4 separate regions of the Mus musculus genome follow, and all the other regions are linked to region 2. A link is a contact called in public HiChIP or PLAC-seq, Micro-C and promoter capture Hi-C data. All regions are on one chromosome and are shown on one strand. Each heading gives the region's core, a stretch centred on a gene start, on an enhancer-like site or on the middle of the called end of the contact. The rest is flanking DNA. Distances are from core to core; before and after follow the strand shown.

What was found. Hi-C and Micro-C count contacts between places; a contact is called where the count stands out from the background. HiChIP or PLAC-seq counts read pairs in DNA pulled down with a chosen protein or histone mark. Capture Hi-C pulls out chosen DNA fragments and counts their contacts.
Region 1: a Micro-C map of embryonic stem cells shows a contact between it and region 2, with 4 times the contacts expected there. The contact joins the promoter of Prpf40b here to the promoter of Nckap5l in region 2. A contact is called at or near these places in 2 of 39 promoter capture datasets (liver and macrophages), 8 of 484 Hi-C or Micro-C datasets (bone marrow-derived dendritic cells, bone marrow-derived macrophages, embryonic stem cells and 2 more), 3 of 115 datasets of contacts at active chromatin or transcription factors (the 230-238 cell line, large pre-B cells and stem cell-derived neural progenitor cells) and 4 of 9 other capture datasets (adipose tissue, liver, macrophages and 1 more).
Region 3: a promoter capture Hi-C map of liver shows a contact between it and region 2. The contact joins the promoter of Smarcd1 here to the promoter of Nckap5l in region 2. A contact is called at or near these places in 2 of 39 promoter capture datasets (3T3-L1-derived adipocytes and frontonasal cranial neural crest), 2 of 484 Hi-C or Micro-C datasets (both in embryonic stem cells), 7 of 115 datasets of contacts at active chromatin or transcription factors (embryonic stem cells, forebrain, neural tube and 2 more) and 3 of 9 other capture datasets (adipose tissue, liver and pancreatic islet).
Region 4: a contact with region 2 is called in an H3K4me3 HiChIP or PLAC-seq map of forebrain, with 2.9 times the contacts expected there. The contact joins the promoter of Asic1 here to the promoter of Nckap5l in region 2. A contact is called at or near these places in 8 of 39 promoter capture datasets (3T3-L1-derived adipocytes, the SN4741 cell line, frontonasal cranial neural crest and 4 more), 7 of 115 datasets of contacts at active chromatin or transcription factors (embryonic stem cells, forebrain, microglia and 2 more) and 1 of 9 other capture datasets (pancreatic islet).

Annotation. Positions count from the first base shown.
Region 1 is chr15:99,293,349-99,296,552 of GRCm38.p6, reverse strand. Prpf40b (pre-mRNA processing factor 40B) reads right to left here and starts at 1,315. Exons shown (of 26, transcript NM_001370635.1): 1 at 1,125-1,315. It also overlaps a transcript of Fam186b not described here.
Region 2 is chr15:99,456,357-99,459,156 of GRCm38.p6, reverse strand. It overlaps Nckap5l (NCK-associated protein 5-like), which reads left to right and starts at 1,409. Exons shown (of 13, transcript NM_001001884.1): 1 at 1,409-1,525.
Region 3 is chr15:99,700,665-99,703,677 of GRCm38.p6, reverse strand. Smarcd1 (SWI/SNF related, matrix associated, actin dependent regulator of chromatin, subfamily d, member 1) reads right to left here and starts at 1,391. Exons shown (of 13, transcript NM_031842.2): 1 at 1,180-1,391; 2 at 385-572; 3 at 45-87. The coding sequence starts at 1,356. It overlaps Asic1 (acid-sensing (proton-gated) ion channel 1), which reads right to left. Exons shown (of 12, transcript NM_009597.2): 12 at 2,548-3,013. Gm34939 (predicted gene, 34939) reads left to right here. Exons shown (of 3, transcript NR_168656.1): 1 at 1-52; 2 at 176-436; 3 at 888-2,271.
Region 4 is chr15:99,668,892-99,671,666 of GRCm38.p6, reverse strand. Asic1 (acid-sensing (proton-gated) ion channel 1) reads right to left here and starts at 1,290. Exons shown (of 12, transcript NM_009597.2): 1 at 773-1,290. It overlaps Gm34880 (a long non-coding RNA gene), which reads left to right and starts at 1,811. Exons shown (of 4, transcript XR_875662.3): 1 at 1,811-2,259.

The DNA of each region.
Region 1 (3,204 bases), core at 66-2,565, 160 kb after region 2:
ACGGGGTTGGCAGAGTAGTTCAGCACTACAGTTCTTGCCGGCATTAACAAGGCCCTAGGTTCAATGCAGAGCGCTGCAAAGAACAGCTGAGCTCTAGCACCCTGTTGTCTCCACTGACCTGCAGAGCCCAAATAGGTCCAGCCCCTCCCCCACCTACTTCCTAGCCTCTACTCTGGTGTGTAAGCCCTAGCATTTCTTCTGCTCCCCACAAAGAGCCTAGAGATCTTTCTAGAATACAACATTTTGCTTCTGATCCTCCATCACCTCTTCACTCTCCCGAAGAAACAGAATGTTGTTACTTCTGGTTCTCATCGTTTTTGAACTTCCAGGGTTCAACTTCCTCTATTTATAGAGTTCTCCCATTTCTCCAACGGGATTCCCAAGGCCCAGGCCTGCCAGGACCCAGCCTTGCAAGCTTTAAATCTCTTATCCGTAAATCCCGAGAAATTTTCCCCAGTCAAGCTGAAGGTCTCCACTCCAACATCCTCCTGCTTGACGCATCCTAGAACCCCTTCGCCTGAATTCCCTCCTCAAATCCCGCCCCCTTCTGCAACGGATGGAGAGTCCGTTTATCATACTGCCCATTTTCCTTTTTAAAAGTCAATGGGAAATTCAAGGCCCAGAGAAAGGTAGTGACTTGCCCAAGGTCACACAGAGTTACCACAGTCTGTCTGAAGGCAGAGCCAGGGTTGGGACCCAGGGGCCTCTGCTCCTCCGTTTCTTGGACTACTCCGGTTCTGAGGTGGAAACCAGGAGCATCTCTTTCCTCAGAAGTCCCTCCTAACCTCGGGAGACAGGTTTTGAGAACGGATGGGTAAGGAAGGGTGTCCCCTAAGGTCCAAAGGGGCACCTGGGGCTTCCAAAAGGCACAAGCCTGGGTCTGGGGGAGGGGCACGGGCCACGCCAAATAGCCTAGGATTGGCAACTGGTTTCCATCGCCTGCCCTCCCTTCGCCCCCGACCTTTCTCCACAGACCCACCGTTCACTTCATCCCTTCCTCCTCCTCACACAGCGCCTAGGCTCTCCGTCCCCTCAGCCCCCGGTCGCACCCGCCCCCCCGCCCCCCGCCATGCACCATAATGGCCTCCCCGCCCCTTCTACCCTCACTCCCCGCCCCCACCTACCTACAGGGCTTCTTTTCCTCACCCCTCGGTCCCCTCGCCCTCCCTCAGGGTCCCGGGTGCCCCGGCGGCCCTCCCGCCTCCCCGGCTCGAGCCCGGGCCGCAGGGGGCGCTGTGAGACAGCCCCGGGCCTCTCCACCCCCGCGCGGGGACGTTACCATGCCAGAGCCTCAGAGCAGCTGGGCCGGCTCGGCCCACTCGCCAGTAAAAACAGCTCTGATTGGCCGGGCTTCGGCCGGGAGGGCGGGGCCAGTGGGGGGGTCGCACCCCTTCGTGGCCGGGGCTCCGGTTGCTCTCGCCGAGGAGCGGAGCCCCCAACCGGCCCGGTGTGCCCGGCCCGGCTCCGCCCCCGGCCCGGAGCGCCAGGCCCCGCCCCCACGTGCGCAGAATCCTGGGACCGCCCCCTGGGGCGGGGCGCGCCTGGGCCCACCCCCGGGGGCGGAGCGCGCCTGGGCGGGCCTGGGACTGACCGCGCGCTGGCTGCGCAGGGCGGCGTGGCTCTCCCGGCTCACAGCCCCCTTCTTGCCCGCGACTCCGCGGCCACCACCCAGACCGGACCGAGCCATTAATTTCTCCCGCGCAGAGGGCACTACAGCGGTTCACAGAGCGGCTCTTTTCCCTGCGTATTTTCTTTAGTTTTAATTTTTTGTTGTTGTTGGTTTTTTTCGAGACATGGTTTCTCTGTGTAGCCCTGGCTGTCCTGGAACTCACCAGGCTGGCCTCGAACTCAGAAATCCGCCTGCCTCTGCCTCCCGAGTGCTGGGATTAAAGGCGTGCGCTACCACGCCCGGCTTTAGTTTTAATTTCTTAATTCAAGAACTATTAATTAAACTCCTGTGCCAGCAGCCGTATGTGTCGGGCAAAGCCGACAAATCCCCTAAATGAGTGCGTACGTGCCTCTCGCTTAGCGCTGGGTTACTTTCAGAATCTGCCTCTGTAACATCTACAGTGAGAGATAAACGTTCAGTTATGTAGATAAGGGAACTCGAAGCTACTTAATGGGCATGCATGCTCAAGTTCTTGGGCTAGTACAGCTGGCCCTGGTTGGAGGCATTGCACCTCTTTACCCCTCCAAAGCCGGGGTAAAGACCAAGACGTTGCCTGTTTCCTTCTGTAGGTTTCTGAACCTGACTCAGGAAAACACCTCTTTATGTCTATAGACAATTTGGCTTTATCAATAGTTGTATTAAAAGTTCTTATATTCATTCTTCAAGCCAGCACTGAGTTGTAGAGGCAGACAGATCCCTGGGGCTCAGCGGCTAGCCGAACTAGCCTACATTGTGTTTTCTGACTAGTGAGAGACCTGATCTTTAAAATGATGTCCCAGGACGTCATGAAAAGCCGGACATGAGGGGAAGAAACCCTTTCCCCTGAGATCTAATTTGTCTTTCTTGAAGTGATCTCAAATAACAAATCCATGATGCACTTTAAATCTAATGTATGTCAGGTGGTAGTGGGTGTACCCCTTTAATCGAGCATTTGGAAAGCAGAAGCAGGCAAATCTCTGAGTTCGAGGCCAACTTGGTCTATACAGCAAGTTCGAGGACAGCCAGGAATACACAGGGAAATGTGTAGCCCAAAGAAGCCCTGTATCAAAACAAAACAAAACAAAACAAAACAACAAAAACAAAATAAAACCAAAACCGAGCTTAAAAAAAAATCTAAAGTCTCTTCTTTCCCTTATGTTTTCTTGCTTTTATTTTATTTATTTATCGGGGGGCGGAGGGGGACACATGTGTGCTCACTGCACCCATGTGGGAACCAGAGGACAACTTTCTGGGGTCACTTCTCTCTTTCCACAATTTGGGTCCTGGGGATTTAATCAGGTTATCAGGACTGATGGCAATTGTCTTTACCCACTGAGTCATCTCTCCAGCCTCTCCTTTAAAAAGCACTTTGTGAGCCGGGCAGGGGTGGCACACGCTTTTAATCCCAGCACTTGGGAGGAAGAGGCAGGTGGATTTCTGAGTTCGAGGCCAGCTTGGTCTACAGAGTGAGTTCCAGGACAGCCAGGGCTACACAGAGAAACCCTGTCTGGGGGGGGGGGGGGGGGCACTTTGTGTGTGTGTGTGTGTGTGTGTGT
Region 2 (2,800 bases), core at 160-2,659:
TTCTTCTGTTGTTGTTGTTTAATCCAAAATGACTCCCTTATATAAATGCTCATTCTGTTTTCCAGATAAAACCTCTTGCATTGCCCCCCCCCCCCTACAAAAGAGGATTTGCTTGCTATCCCACTCTGGTAATTAGCTTCTTGCCAATCACTTGTCTTTATTCCTGCCTGGGTCCTACTCAAGTTCTCCATCTTTAGACTCCCACTCTAAAATGCCTTCTTCAGAGAGGACCCCTTAAATGCATCCCAGCCAACCTGACCACCCTACATTCTTGTAGGGCACCCGTTCTTTTACTGGACTAATTTTGCTTTAAGTCTCATTTGTACACCTAAGAGAGAAGCAATATTAATAAAATATACAAAGTGTCCAAAGATACCTCTGAATTCCCCTGTGTGCGCATCCAGGCCAGTTAATACAGTGCATATAGCTGAGGATTATAAGGTATCCACCGAAGGGCAAGGAAGTGTTTAAGGACCAAAATGGAGACAGAAGCTATAGGATCATGACAAGTTCAAGGTCAGCCAGGCCTATATCATGAGTTCCTGGCTAGCCAGAGTTAGAGATCCTGTCTCAACCAATCAGTAACAACAAACAGACCAAGGACAACCGTACTGAGCTCTTAAGTTGCAAAGGCCTGCAAGAGTTAGCTTGTTTCCTCCCGGTTAGTGAAGTGACTGGACTGTACTTTCTTCTTCCCTGACAGAAAGTAGCTAAAAACCAACCACAGTCTCTTTTTTCTGCACTACAGATCTACCTGCCTCTGCCTCACAAGTGCGAGGATTTCTCATGAGCAACCACGCCTGGGTCTGCCTTGCTTCTTAAACCAGCACTGCTTTCTACACATGTGCCTGTTCCTCGCTTCCAGTTTCCAGATTTCTGGGAGGTCCCCGACCTAGAGATGGAAAAGAGAGGCGGGTGCATTTCAGGCCAAGGAGACACTCAAGCCTCTTCCTGTAGATTTGCACCTAACACGTATGCAGCAAATTACAAACACGCTCTCAACCACATACACGTGCACGCCCAGACCCACGGAAGCAGACGCGCATGCCCGTGGGCCCGCGCAAACCTACTTAGTTTTCTCTGTTCTAAATGCCCCGGCTCCAGTCCCACTCGGCCGGGCCTGGCATCCCGATCCCCAGCACCAGGAGCACCGGGAGCACCGCGAAGGCTTTGCAGGTCAGCTCCGGCCTGAGGAAGAGTGTTTCTCCGCAGGGGGGAGGGGAGGGGAGGCCCTGCCCACTCGGGCGGAAGCGGCGCGCGCCGGCCGGGCAGACTTAGCTCTCGTCCTGGGAACATCTGGATAGAGCTGGGAGGGGCAGGCACCCAGGCTGAGCGTGGATTGGCTGAGCGGGAGGAGGGAGGCGGGGTCTGGGCGAGGGGCGGGGCTCATTGGCCCCTTTAAAGCCTTGACATCAAGAGGTGGCTCCGGTACCCCCCTTTTCCTGCACCCCCCTCGCCCTCCCGCCCCCGAGATGCGGCCATGGACCCTGTGGACCAAGCCAGTCGAGCTCAGCACCTGATTTCGGTAAGTTCAGGCCTGTTTGGCATTTAACGGGCTGAGAGGTGGGGGGCCGCACGCCCCGGGTGGGGGCCGCGGAGTGTGGAGTGAAAGGCTCTCGTGGCAGCTTTGGCTGGAAGGGGCAGCGAGCGAGGCTTCCGGCCCACACCTCGACGCCTGCCGGTCCCTCGCGCTGCACTCTCCCAGGAGGGGTCCTGTTGTGACTTTGTCCACCCCCCCACCCCACCCCCTCCCGCCCCCTGCGCCATCCTCGCGCACACTCGGTGGCCCCGGAAGGGAAACTTTCGGGAGTGGGGGGATGTTCCGGTGGCGGGTGTCCCTCCCTCTTTGAAAGCACTGACCTTGCCCCCACTGCGCATCCCACCCTCCCCGTATCCCACGGTCCCGGTAGCGTTTAGCGGTGCTGGGTTGCGGAGGGAGGGGGCTCTCCCCAAAGCGCAGGCGCAGACTGCAGCCCGGGGCACCCCTTCGCACTCCTTCCAGTCCCTGTGGCCCGGGGCTGTAGGGCGTGGGGGAGGCGGGGAAAGGCGGAGTGACCGGGTCTTGGGAACCACCCTGCTGAGGCTCTGAGGGGCTGTGGGAAGAAGGGAACCCGACAACCTGCATGCTGAATAGAGGCTGAGCGAAGGAGATGGGTTGGGCTGGAGTAAGGGACAGGGCAGCCCCGACTGAAAAGGTTTCTGGGTTTGGGCTGGGGTGCTGAAAAGAATGCAGAGAATTTATTTGTGCCTGACATTCCCTTGGTTTAGCAGGCCCAGGAGAGCGGCAGTTGGGACCCCAACTCCCTCTTTTTATATCCTGGGCGGAAGGCCCCTCTTGTCTCTCTAGCCTTGGCGCTGTCCCAAGGGCACAGAAGGCCTTCATCTCCTAAGCCTGGTTTTCCAGAGGGCTCACATGAACCCACCCAGCCTGCCCAACAGCTGCTTTTTAAAGACCGCCTTCCTCAGGAGCTGGAGGTTTTAGGCTTGAAGGCTTCCTTAGGTTTGGAGGCAATCTTTGATTTCCCTCTCCGCCAACTCTCCCGTTCTCCAGTGGGCCCTCCTGCTTAAACACAATTGTCAGCCAGAGGAAGTGGTTGGAGACAGAGGCCGGCAATCAGGACTGGTTTGAGGAACCATGGGGAAGGAGTCTCTCACTATTGTGTGCTCAGGCCTCTGAGGGGAAGTGAGCATTGTACAATTGCTTTGTTGTAGACCCTCTTCAATCTTACAGGACCCCCCCCCCTCCCAATCTGGCCTGAAAACCTGGCTCTCAGATTTTTAAAACCCATCCCTAGTGTGT
Region 3 (3,013 bases), core at 142-2,641, 240 kb before region 2:
CAAAGCCACTACCCCTTCAAGGAGACCTCTGCAGCTGCACTCACCCTTTGAGGTAGGATTTTGTCAGCCATCTTCTTTTTCTTTGCACTGTTCAGAATAAATACTGTGATCAGGTTGGGATAGGAACTAGTCAGAACGTGAGCAGTGTTGTGAGCACCTTTGTTTATGGTTACAGCCAAGGCCTACGAAATGACTCTCCATTTAAAGACGCTACCTCTCCCATGACCACCAAAACTCCACTGCATCATGAGGCCCTGTTAGTCCCTGCAGCACCGTTTGGTGCCACAGCGCTGACTTCCTGGTTCTGCATGCCCACCACCAGCATCCTCACAGGCCTCCTCTCCCCCATACCCTTCTTTCCTTCACCCCCAGGGGTCATCTTACTTGTGATTTCGATTTTGGACCGCCTGCTGCTGGACCTGCTGGATCTGTTGAGGTGCAGGTCTCTTGCGGGACTGGTCCATCCCTGACTGGGCCAGACCAGGTCGGACTGAAGGGTTCCCCCCATAGCCAGGAGGTCCCATGGAAGGTCCCTGAGGTGTCATTCGGCTACCTGGCAGCATACCTGGTCTCTACAGAAGGGAGAGGACCCAGAAATGTCATACTTTTCCTTGCTAGCCCCACCAAGAAAGGAAAAATGGTGGCAGCCTGGATTTCAGGAGTGGGTTAGGGCTGGGGGTGGGGTGGGGGGACAACAAGACAGTCCTTTGCTTCTTTGAAATACAGTCACTGGACCTTCAGTGATTTCATTGCATATAGTCTAAAAACTAGATTATACTCAATTTTTCTGGTCTATGCTGGATCTGACTCACCAGACATGTCTAGTCAGCCCTACATTTCTTTTTTTACTAGCTACTGTCTCCTCTAAAGCTGACCTCCATTTGCAGCTATAACAGCCTGGGTATTCCTGGGGACACGGGGGCTGCCCACTCCCCTCTGCATTCCATGACCATCCCAGGGCCCACTTCGCCCACCCTGGTTCCACACTCACTCCTCACATGGAAACAATGCCGCCAGGAGCAGGTAAGGATGCTAACCTCCTCCCCCCCCACACACCTCCACTCCCGGCCCGAGCCCCTCCCCAGGGAGTCCCTCCCACTTCTCCCTCACCCCTGTCAGTCCTCCGCCCTCGCTCGGCCCCGCCCCCGGCCCGCGCGCCCCTCCTCCTGTCCCACTCACCGGATAGGCCGCCCCGGGCATCGGAGAGCGGTACAGCCCTTGACCCGGCGCCGGGCCCATTCGCACGGGAGGCCCGGGAGTTCCGCCCGGGCCCAGAGCAGCCGCCACGCCCGCTCCTCCTGAGGCTCCCGCGCCGCCGCTCGGAGCCACAGACTGGAAACCCGCCCGGGCCGCCATCTTCCCGGAGCCGCCGCTGCAGCTGCACAAAGAACCGGAACCGGAACTCCCCCCGCCCCCCGCGCGCCCCCCGAGCGCCTGGGCTGTTTGTGGGCCCGGCCCGCCGGCGGGCACAGGCGGCTCGGAGCAGCGAGACTACGGGCTAGAGGGGGCGACTAGCGGGAAAGGCGTGCTGACCACTCCCTCCCGCCTTCACGGGCCAGGAGGGAGCACCATAGAGAAGCGGTGTGCGGATAAAGAGGTGCCGGGAGCGAGCGCCTCCACGCGGTTGGAGGACGGTAAAAAGCCTTGCAGAGAGCCCAGCCCATCCGGCTGGCGGCTGGAGTGATGCTTCACCTTGGCCCAGTGCATTTACCTCTCCAAAGCATTCTGGTTGCCTTGCTTTTCGTTCTCCTACTGCTCAGACTCCGGGTACTAAAGAGGAAAACGTGCTGTTTGTTCGTTCGGGAAAAGTAGAACTCGAAGGAGATCAATGTCGTGGCAAAGACAAATCAGCAAGAGAAAACCCATGCCGGGCCGTGGTGGCGCACGCCTTTAATCCCAGCACTTGGGAGGCAGAGGCAGGCGGATTTCTGAGTTCGAGGCCAGCCTGGTCTACAGAGTGAGTTCCAGGACAGCCAGGGATACACAGAGAAGGCTCGGGACCCTTCACCTCAGACGTTTAACTTAAGATTTTGATGCGTTTTTTCCCGTGACTTTTCTCCAAAGAGTCCTGGATATTTGTTGCCATAGATAACTGCTGGTCCCCTGCCCAGTGATCAGACGAATCCTGAGCCTGTCTTTTCCCAGCAGGATCAGTGTTTACCTGATCAAGTATGTAGGGTCTGGTGTAGCCCAATCTAGCGTTAAACTCACTGTGTAATGGAAGATAGCTGCTCCATCTCCTACCTGCTGGAATTACAGGTATAACCACCACACCGGGCTACCACTCAAATTCCCTTACTCTAGTTGTGTGGCTCTCAAGGCAAGCTCCATTCTAAAGGTAACACCCACAGTTTGCAACTAAAAACAGCACTGGGCAGGATAATGGCAGCTCAGGCTTTTAATCCCAGCATTTTGGGAGGCAGGAGGATCTCTGTGAGAGTTCGAGGCCAGCCTGGACTACAGAGCCGTTCCAGGACAGCCAGGGCTACACAGAGAAACCCTGTCTCAAAACAAACCAAACAACAAACAGAAAACCAACACTGAAGAGATGGTTGAAACCCAGTTTATTAGACCAGAGGCATGCGTCACCCAGAGCCCCTCCTGCTGCCCCCCCAGCCAGTGTACATTTCTCAGCTTTGCCCTGTTTCTTTCTGGGGAGTTCTGATCTCTAAACAACTCTTGAGAACCAAGAGGTCTCAAAGATGCCAAAGCCTTGCTCTCTGGCTCCAGGCCAACGTACACAGGTGATCTGCCCATAAGTCCTGTTTTGGGATTAGAGACCAAGAGACAGTGGGGACAGAGAAGGCCAGGAATGAGATTGGAGAGCTGGCCTGGGAAGGGTGTCTGGTTGAGGAGGCCCTCTACCTCACCTTGTGGCCCCCTTAGGGTAGGGACACACAACAGCACGTCTTTCAACTTCTGCTCTAGGCCAATCTCTTTCCTCATGTGACCACGCCCTGACTCACCAGAAAATGCAAGCGGTGGGCCTGGGCATCAAGGTGAGGACTGGGCC
Region 4 (2,775 bases), core at 41-2,540, 210 kb before region 2:
GGAAGACTTCCCTGACATGCAGGCTCCAAAGGTGGCTTGAACGAGGGACCATCCAAGATGACAGTCATTAAAACATAGAGGCTTGGAGGGGGGGGTCAGCTCGGGTCGAGAGAATGGTCTGCAAGCTTCCCAGACTATGGGGGACCCCAGATACAGCCACTAGAGTGAAGGAGGGAAGTCCCTGATGCACCCACAGGCAGGCATGGGAGTTCCCTCCAGATGTGAGGTCACTCTGGGACAGGAATATCTACCCCAGCCAAGATCAAACTCCCCATAATGGGCTGAACCAGGGGTCAGGGGCTCTTCTCTTGATCAAGGGTATCCCCAGGAACAGGCTGTCACCTCAGGAGCTAAACCAGGGCCACCTCTCCGGAGGTGGGCACATCTGGGGAGGGGCCCTGCCTGTATCCTCACCTTCTGTGTCTCCAGTTCTCAAACAAGCACAGGCATAGGCGCAGGCTGTGTGTGTATGTGTGTGTGTGTGTGTGTGTGTGTGTGTGTGTGTGTGTTTGGGAGAGGATGGTAGGCTGCCTGAGGTGGATGTAGGAATGGGGGGGGGGGGCGCGGTTCCCTATGACAGCCAGTTATCCCCGCCCCGAACGCACCCCCTCCAGTCCAGCTTCTCGTCGCAGTCATATTCCCGGCTCGGCCCCCCGCCCCCTCCCCATCCGCCGAGCCTCCCCAGAAGCTGGAGAAAGCTACAGTGGAGGAGAGTCTCGGCTTTGGGGCACCAGGAAGCCCGGGGCCCAAGGCAGCGGGGTCGGAAACCCACCTGAGGGGGCTGGGGAAAGCCGGCCGCCGCTGCAGGTCCTGGGGCGCGAGGCGGTCCGTGGGCTCAGCGCCGCGCGGCGGAGGGGCTCATGGCCCGGAGCCCGAGCCGCCGGCTGCCGCGGCACCCGCGTAGAGCCCTGCAGGGAGCGGCCCGCTCGGCCAGCTCGGCTCAGCTCGGTCCGCCGCCCGCGCGCGCTTGCTCGCTCGGCTTGGTCCGCCCGGGGCTCGGCGCGCTGGCGCTGCGCGGTGCTCTCAGCCCCGGGATCTGCAGGGATCCATCGTCCGGCCGGGAGGCGGCGGGAGGGGAGGAGGAGGGGAAAGGGTGCGCGTGCGCGCCTACGAGTGTCTGCGAGGGTGTCTCTGGGCCGGTGTGCGCGGGGGGCCCCCGGCCCGGGAGCGGAACCGAGGGCTCCCCCCGCTGGCTCGCCTCCTCCCGCCGCTCTCAGCAGAGCTGCCTCGTTCGGATCCCGGAGCCGGCTCCGCTCTCTGCTTGCGAGGCCCTGTGGCTTGTGTGTGTGTGCGCGTGTGTGTGCGTGTGTGACTATGGGGTGTGTGTGTGTGCACGCGCACGTGTGCGCGCAGGAAGGAGGGTGTCTGCCCCCAGCGTCCCCCTCCCCACGTTGTCTCCTTCGGATCGAAGCTCCTGCTTCTTGCTGCTGCTGCTTCCTCTGATGGCACATGCACACGTGTACACACACACACACACACACACACACACACTCCGAGTCACAGTCACACTTGACTGATTCAAGCATTTGCCTGTGTGGAGATACAGGCACATTCAGACCGGAGTCTTACCTTGCCACTCAGCCATCCACACATCACATACACCTACACATCCCTGAAGCCTGACCCTCACACGAGCACTTACCTGTTTGTACACATTCACTCACCTGCTCTTATTCCTGCTTCCCACCTTCATGTGACCCACACACATGCACATATATAAATACCCTTGGCCACCCAGACCCCATTTGTATATCAGTGGATTTCTTAAGCAGCCCGTGTGCAAGTGCCTCATTGGCAGATCTATAAAGCAGAGAGGAACAGAGAGAAGAAAAGAGACATGGCCAGAAGTGAGGGCAGATGGGGCAGAAGTAGGGAAAAAGAAAAAGATACAAAATGAAGGCTGCAAGGAGGAGTGTGTTCTGGGATGGACCAGAAATCTGAGTCCTGAAACCTGGAGGCTGCTCCTGTAGCTGTCACCTCTCTCCTTCCCTCCCTCTTTCTTTCTCCGAGGCCTTGGGGGGGGGGCCCTCCCTATCCAATTAGCAGAGAAGGAGCAATCAAGGGGAAGTTGTTAATTTGCTGATGCTCATTAGGAGCTCTTAACACAGAGGCTGTTGAGGTCTGATGGTGTCAGATGATGGTGTGGTGTGTGTGTGTGTGTGTGTGTGTGTGTGTGTGTGTGTGATGCAAGATCAGAATTATATCCATTGCAGCTCCTTTGCTCCACTTACAGGCTGGTGAAGCTCTGAGAGAAGGAAGGTGAGAAGCAGGTCTCAGGGACATGGTTCTGGGTTTGAGTTTGAGGAATGAACCTGACATAGAGGGAAGAAGCTGATGAGAATTTGTGAGGGGTTGGGAGTAAGAGGTACCCTAGAAACCAGTGAAGATGTCTCTCCAGGGATAGGGGTTTAGGTCTGGTGAGAGATTGAGGTCCATTCAGCAGGACCCAGAGCGCCAAGCTGCCAAAATAAAGATAGTATCTCGCCTTCCGGCTGGGGAGCTGTCCAACGGCACAAGCGCTGCTGGTGGGCTGCCATGCCCCTGGGCAGCCACCAGGTGACAGCACTCTCTCGGATACTTAAACTCCACTTAAAGGGCAATGGGGGAGGCGGCCTGTGAAACTAGGAATTACTCTAGGAGGGTCGCAAACGGGGTTTAAGTGATGATTCTAGCCCTGGGTCTAGTCTGGTTCCAGGCTCTCCAATGTCCTCGGGGGAGGGGAGGACCATCTTGGAACATCTGTAACATCTTTGCAAACCCCACAAGCTGAGCGAC